2 separate regions of the Mus musculus genome follow, and region 1 is linked to region 2. The links are chromatin contacts, called in public Hi-C maps. All regions are on one chromosome and are shown on one strand. Each heading gives the region's core, a stretch centred on a gene start, on an enhancer-like site or on the middle of the called end of the contact. The rest is flanking DNA. Distances are from core to core; before and after follow the strand shown. Region 1 holds the start of Fmc1 (formation of mitochondrial complex V assembly factor 1). Region 2 overlaps Ubn2 (ubinuclein 2).

Region 1 (2,700 bases), core at 178-2,677, 39 kb before region 2:
GACTGTCCTGGAACTCCCTATGTAGACCAGACTGGCCTCAAACTCAGAAATCCACCTGCCTCTGCCTCCCAATTGTTAGGATTAAAGGACATGTTCCACCAACACCTGCCACATCTTATTCTTGATATTTGGCCCTAGTTCTTAATACACAGTACCTAACATAACTTTTTAAAAGATAAGTGAATTTTAGTTCTAAAGTTTTGCAATGCTCAAATTCTGTAGTTAAGATAATTGCTCAAGAACTTAAGTTTCCATTCCCCTAAATTGTAGCCATGCTTGATCAAGCAGAACTGGGCAGGTGACTGTCCCCGAGCCTTAGTGTTTGTATTTGATCTTGTCCAAAAGGCAGAGAATTGAGCATTACCACATTTGGAAAATTAACCATCTTCCATTCCTTTCTAAGAGGAATATGAACTGTGGATTTCACAATGGCACTTCCCAAGGATAGCATTCTGTATGTTTATGTTTGTTACACCAGTAAAACATGTCATGTATCCTGTCATGCAGAAGGCTAAAGATGTGACATCTCCATAGAATATAAGATATTGCTTTCCTCAGTGGTGAAAGGCTAGTACTAAATAAAACAGTACCACTCTTCAACTCTTGAATATTCCCCACTAAATTGCCTTAAAAATTGCATTTGCCTGGCCCATGCCTTTAATCCCCACACTCAGGAGAAAAGGGCAATCAGATGTGAGTTCAAGGTCAATCTGGTCTAAACAGCAAATTCCAGGTCAGCCAGAGTAATGCTGAAATTCTGTATCTTCATTCCCCACCAACACGCAAGCAAGCAAAAGCACGCGCGCGAGCAGGCGCGCGCACACACACCTACACACACACACACACACACACCCGTCAAATCACAAAAACACTGCTTCCTATTAAAACTTTAATGTAGAAAGGATGAGGAGAGGGGATGCTTGTACCCTTACGCCTTTAAGTCTTACGACCCCTAGGACCCACTTCACACAACGCCCGCTCCTTACTCCATTCCACACCCCATGCACCAGACAAACCAATGAAATCGTCAGAGACAGCTCCACCCCGGTGGGTGGCAGATACGAAGTCCCTAGGAAGGTGCGCCCCACGCGGCTTCTGGGCCAGTAGGGGATTTCAGACCGCAGGTTAGCCGAAGGGCTGGAGTCTGTGGTGAGACCCGCAGGTGGAGGACAGGGTGACTCAGACACGTTTGTCCTGAGACCCTCTATCACCTGCGCAGACCGCCCCCTCATCCGCCCTCCCGCGACCTGGAGCCCACCCAGCCGCGGATGCCGTACCCGATGTGCTCGGAAAGCCTTAACGAGGTACCGGTAGGCCGCTGTGTCGCGATATGGCCGCCCGGTGGCCGCGTTCAGGTAGCGCAGCTCCCTCAGAAGGCCCCGCAGAGTGCGCGCCGGGGACCCCAGGGCCGCCATTTTTCTGTCCTTGGAGAGCCTGGTCCCTCACTGCCTCGGGCGAGGTGTTCCCCCGCCCACTCCGCCCCACAGCGCCCTCTACCGACCACCCTTGGAGGGAAACGCGAGTGACAGGCACCTCAGGGGACCAGGAGAGCAAGGGAAGGTGCCGAATCCTCTCGGCCCTTCTGACTGCGTCCCTTTGGACTGCCGTAAGCTGATGGCCGCCGAGTCTCTGAGGAAAGGTGTCTGGCAGGAGAGTATGTGGATGTCTGGACATAGGTCACGCCAAAAAGATCTTACTGTTTCTACCAGGGATGTCAAAATTAAACGTACCGACCTCCAACTTTATGGTCCCCGCAGCCTAGGAGAAGAAAATGAACTCATACCCTGGTATGGCAAACTGCAGCCCCTTTACTAGTAAAGCCTCACATCCAGTTCTCTAGTTTTGTTTTGTTTTTCTGTTTGTTTATTGTTGTTTTTCGAGACATGGATTCTCGGTATAGCCCTGGCTGTCCTGGAACTCACTCTGTAGACCAGGCTGGCCTCGAAATCCGCCTGCCTCTGCCTCCCGAGTGCTGGGATTAAAGGCGTGCGCCATCACGCCTGGCTTTTTTTTTTTTCGTTTTGTTTTTTTTGTTTGATTGTTTTTCCCCGCAGTTCTCTAGTTTTAAAACAAGATGGCCGGGCGTTGTGGCACACGCCTTCACTGCCTGCAGAAGCAGGCGGATCTCACAGCTCATAGACCATTATGGTCTGCAGTTTGTTCTAACCCAGCCAGAACTAGGTAGAGAGACCTTGTCTCTAAATACATAAAATAAACAGTAAGTTTGACTCGCAATAATCATCTAATTAGATGATGTTAAAATAGATAAAAAAAAAAAACGAACCACCCCAGATGGGACTCGAACCCACAATCCCTGGCTTAGGAGGCCAATGCCTTATCCATTAGGCCACTGGGGCTTCTTCTACTGATGTCCTCAAACACCATAATCAAGTTATTTCCTGTTTCGTACGTCATCACTTAAATTTATTGTTTTTACCCTATCACAGAGAACCAAACTCAGCCTCAGTGTGAAACGGATGCCTGCTGGGAAATGTAGTTTAGATGCCAAGAGTCAACCGCTTCACCCTGCAAACAGTGGATGCCACGAAGCCGAACGGGCTCCCGCTTTTGCTTACGTGTTCGTGTTTCTGTGCGTAGTAGCTCTGCGCCTGCGCAAAAGTGGGCCCGGGAGACGTCAGAGCCAAACGGGCTGCGGAAACCAGTTCCTCGAGCCTCCCTCTGGTCCTATTCTTTGTCAGA
Region 2 (2,707 bases), core at 193-2,692:
CACTCTGGTAAGTGGCACTTGGAAGGAAGGGTTGCCAGCCTTTTTTTTTACTATGCCGATTCTGATACACACAGGGTACATTTATGAAAAAATATCCAGTTAAAGCAACTAGGATAAAAAGGATCCTGTATCAGTTAAAAAGTAAGCAATAATAATTTCTTCATATTAAACATTAAATCTATCGTAGCATCAAGGTAGTCTCAAGGCTGTATCCTGAATGGACGCCCTCAGTGAAAACAGTAAATAATGCAAATGAGTTGAACCTATTAAAGTATTTCTGCAAGAATCTAATTGAAGCATTACAACAGAGAGGAAAGATAAATTGGGGCAAGTCCCTATCTTTAAAAATAACTTGAATATCAGCAATTAAAAATATGTTATAACTAATGTTTTATACTTTCTAAGAATTTTCCAAATCTGATTTTATTTATAGGACTGGAATGCCAGGTGATCTCCATGTCACACTGACATGTAGAAGTTTCTTTAAGGGACACTTTAGGAAGCAGAAAATCCCACATTTGGGAGCACAGAAAAGCTGTCAACATTATCTACATAGGCAGAATACAGAGTGTCCATAATCAGACATGGTTTCTAAGCTGTCTCCATTTGAGGAAAACCATGAATGGAAAGCGCTTTCTCTGGCAGGTAGGCACTTGTTCTTACAAAGTTGTCCATTCTGTTTGGTGAGACAGAGGTTTCCCATTCACACAGAATAATACTCTGAAATGCAGCCATACCATTCTCTCAGGTAAGACTTCTTTCTAGCAGCCTCCCTTCCACAAACCCCAAGTCCTCCCTGGTCCCCTTGACATAGTGTGGGTCTCTCCCCAGTCTTTGCTCACACAACACAGGAGGGCTCTTTCACTTGGCATGTTTATACTGTTGTTTCCTCTAGCCCATACCAACTTCCATCTTCTCTACACATGGCTGTGCCCTGTTTCTCCAGCTCTCTGCTCAAACTCAATAGTATTTACTTTAACAGGTCTTCTGTAGTCAATGATCTTAGCAACAACCAATTTTAAACAATCTTTTCATAGCACATGCTTTTTTAAAAGTACAACTTGTATTTAGTTTATCTAAAAAGGTATGTTCCACGAGAACGGGTAATAGAGAAGAGGTAATAGAATGTTGTTCACCCTGGTTCCCCAGCACAGAGAAGAAGCTTGGCACATAGTACTCAGTTTGCTTACTGAATGATGACTTCTAGAATCATAAAGAGGTAAATATGGGGTCGTATAAAGTCAGTAAGTTGAAGGTCAAGAAAGAGGAAGAACGTTCTGGAAGGGAGGTTATTAAGTAGAAAGTAGACAGAATTAATAATAAGATTTGAGCTTTCAACCTTTGTCAAAAGACACTGTGCTTCAGATAACCCTGCAGATGCCTTGTAGACAGGAGGTGCAGCCTTTGAGAGCAACAGGCCCCAGATTTACTCGCTCATCAAGGACCATCTGCTTTCAGCAGCTGGCTTTAATAGGCATCTGGAGGCCTCAAGCTGCTGAGAACACTTCAGAGATGCTAATGCACGACAACAACTACCCAGCTGTAAATAAACTGTTGACTTTTCCTGAGTCAAACCAGTAAGAGAGATTAAAAACAGATCAAAGAGGCAAGCACCTTGGGGTTTCCGTGTCACCAAGCCATTTGGGAGTGGAAGAGTACTGAGAAGGAACTTGTCTGGAGCACAGATTTTGTCATGTAGCTTTCTTGCTGACAGATCAGTTATTCTTAAGATAGTGAATAGCTTCCTTTGGCATAAATGATAATCAAATGCAAGAAGGTCAGACAGATTTCAGAGGTGAAAAAAGTGAAGGACAATTTAACCAGGTACTTGGAGGCATTGAGGTAAAGAACCATACACAAAACATCTTTTAAGTGTAGAAAACTCCCCTAACATTTTATAATAGGAAAGTAACGAAGCCATAACTCTGGCAGTGCAGCATGTCATGGAAGATTTAACCAAAGTCTGATCACCATTTCAGCAAAACAGTACAGCTATATGAGAACAGAAATTCTTCTTTTTATAATGGAAGTTACAAGATATCCAATGGTAACATGTATAAAATTAAGTTTTTCATTCAGTCATTCATTCATTCCTCTTTGTACAAGGTCCCACTATGCTCACTATGGAGCCTGGACTGATTTGGAACTCACTGAGCACTAGGCTGAACTCAAACTCAGATGTTACGCCTCTCCCTGGGAATAGGCGAGCCACACCACACCTGGTTGCCATTCATTTTGTTACAAGCTGGGCATGGTGTTGCATGCCGAGAACCCCAGCACACTGGAAGCAGTGGCCTTCTTGAAGGCCTTCTCTCAAAAAAACAAAACTGTGGATGATAAGAGAAGAGTATGGACCAGGAACTACTACTTTTGTTGGAATTTCATATTTTTTCCTTTGCTCAAATTAAAGGCTAATTTTAGAAAGTTGCTTCTTTAGCAAATATGAATAGTAATGAAGGCTAATTCCCAGATCTTATCCATAACTAACAATTTTAACAAATAATCCCCATAATCAGTGTATGCGTTTTGTTATTTACCTTTCTACCCTTTTTCTTTAACAATCTTTGAGGAAAGGTCTTACTATCTTGCTGGTCTTGAACTTATGGGTTCAAGTGATCCTTTCGCCTTAGTGCTGAAATATAAGTTAAGGACACCTCACTCAGCTTCATTTTCTTATGATTAGTATTCCTGAACCTACAGGAATGGG

The links. A called contact is a pair of places that touch in the nucleus more often than the background predicts.
Region 1: a contact with region 2 is called in a Hi-C map of bone marrow-derived macrophages, with 2.0 times the contacts expected there. The contact joins the promoter of Fmc1 here to the enhancer-like site in region 2. A contact is called at or near these places in 11 of 39 promoter capture datasets (cranial neural crest, embryonic stem cells, fetal liver and 5 more), 6 of 15 datasets of contacts at CTCF or cohesin (CD8 T cells, the G1E-ER4 cell line, embryonic stem cells and 2 more), 111 of 484 Hi-C or Micro-C datasets (3T3-L1-derived adipocytes, 8-cell embryo, the AtT-20 cell line and 56 more), 25 of 115 datasets of contacts at active chromatin or transcription factors (CD8 T cells, DN3 thymocytes, the HPC-7 cell line and 14 more) and 3 of 9 other capture datasets (adipose tissue, liver and pancreatic islet).

What each region holds. Positions count from the first base shown.
Region 1 is chr6:38,533,588-38,536,287 of GRCm38.p6, reverse strand. Fmc1 (formation of mitochondrial complex V assembly factor 1) reads right to left here and starts at 1,427. Exons shown (of 2, transcript NM_025363.3): 1 at 1,278-1,427. The coding sequence starts at 1,415. It overlaps n-TRcct1 (a tRNA gene), which reads right to left and starts at 2,357; the gene lies at 2,285-2,357.
Region 2 is chr6:38,494,591-38,497,297 of GRCm38.p6, reverse strand. All of the region lies in intron 14 of Ubn2 (ubinuclein 2), which reads right to left. Among named protein-coding and RNA genes, the nearest start is that of Mir7670, 11 kb to the left of the region's middle. Within about 2 kb of position 1,442, at least 7 of the 459 cell types and tissues checked have an H3K27ac peak or open chromatin away from gene starts, as enhancers often do. A contact at or near this core is called in bone marrow-derived macrophages, where this site is marked.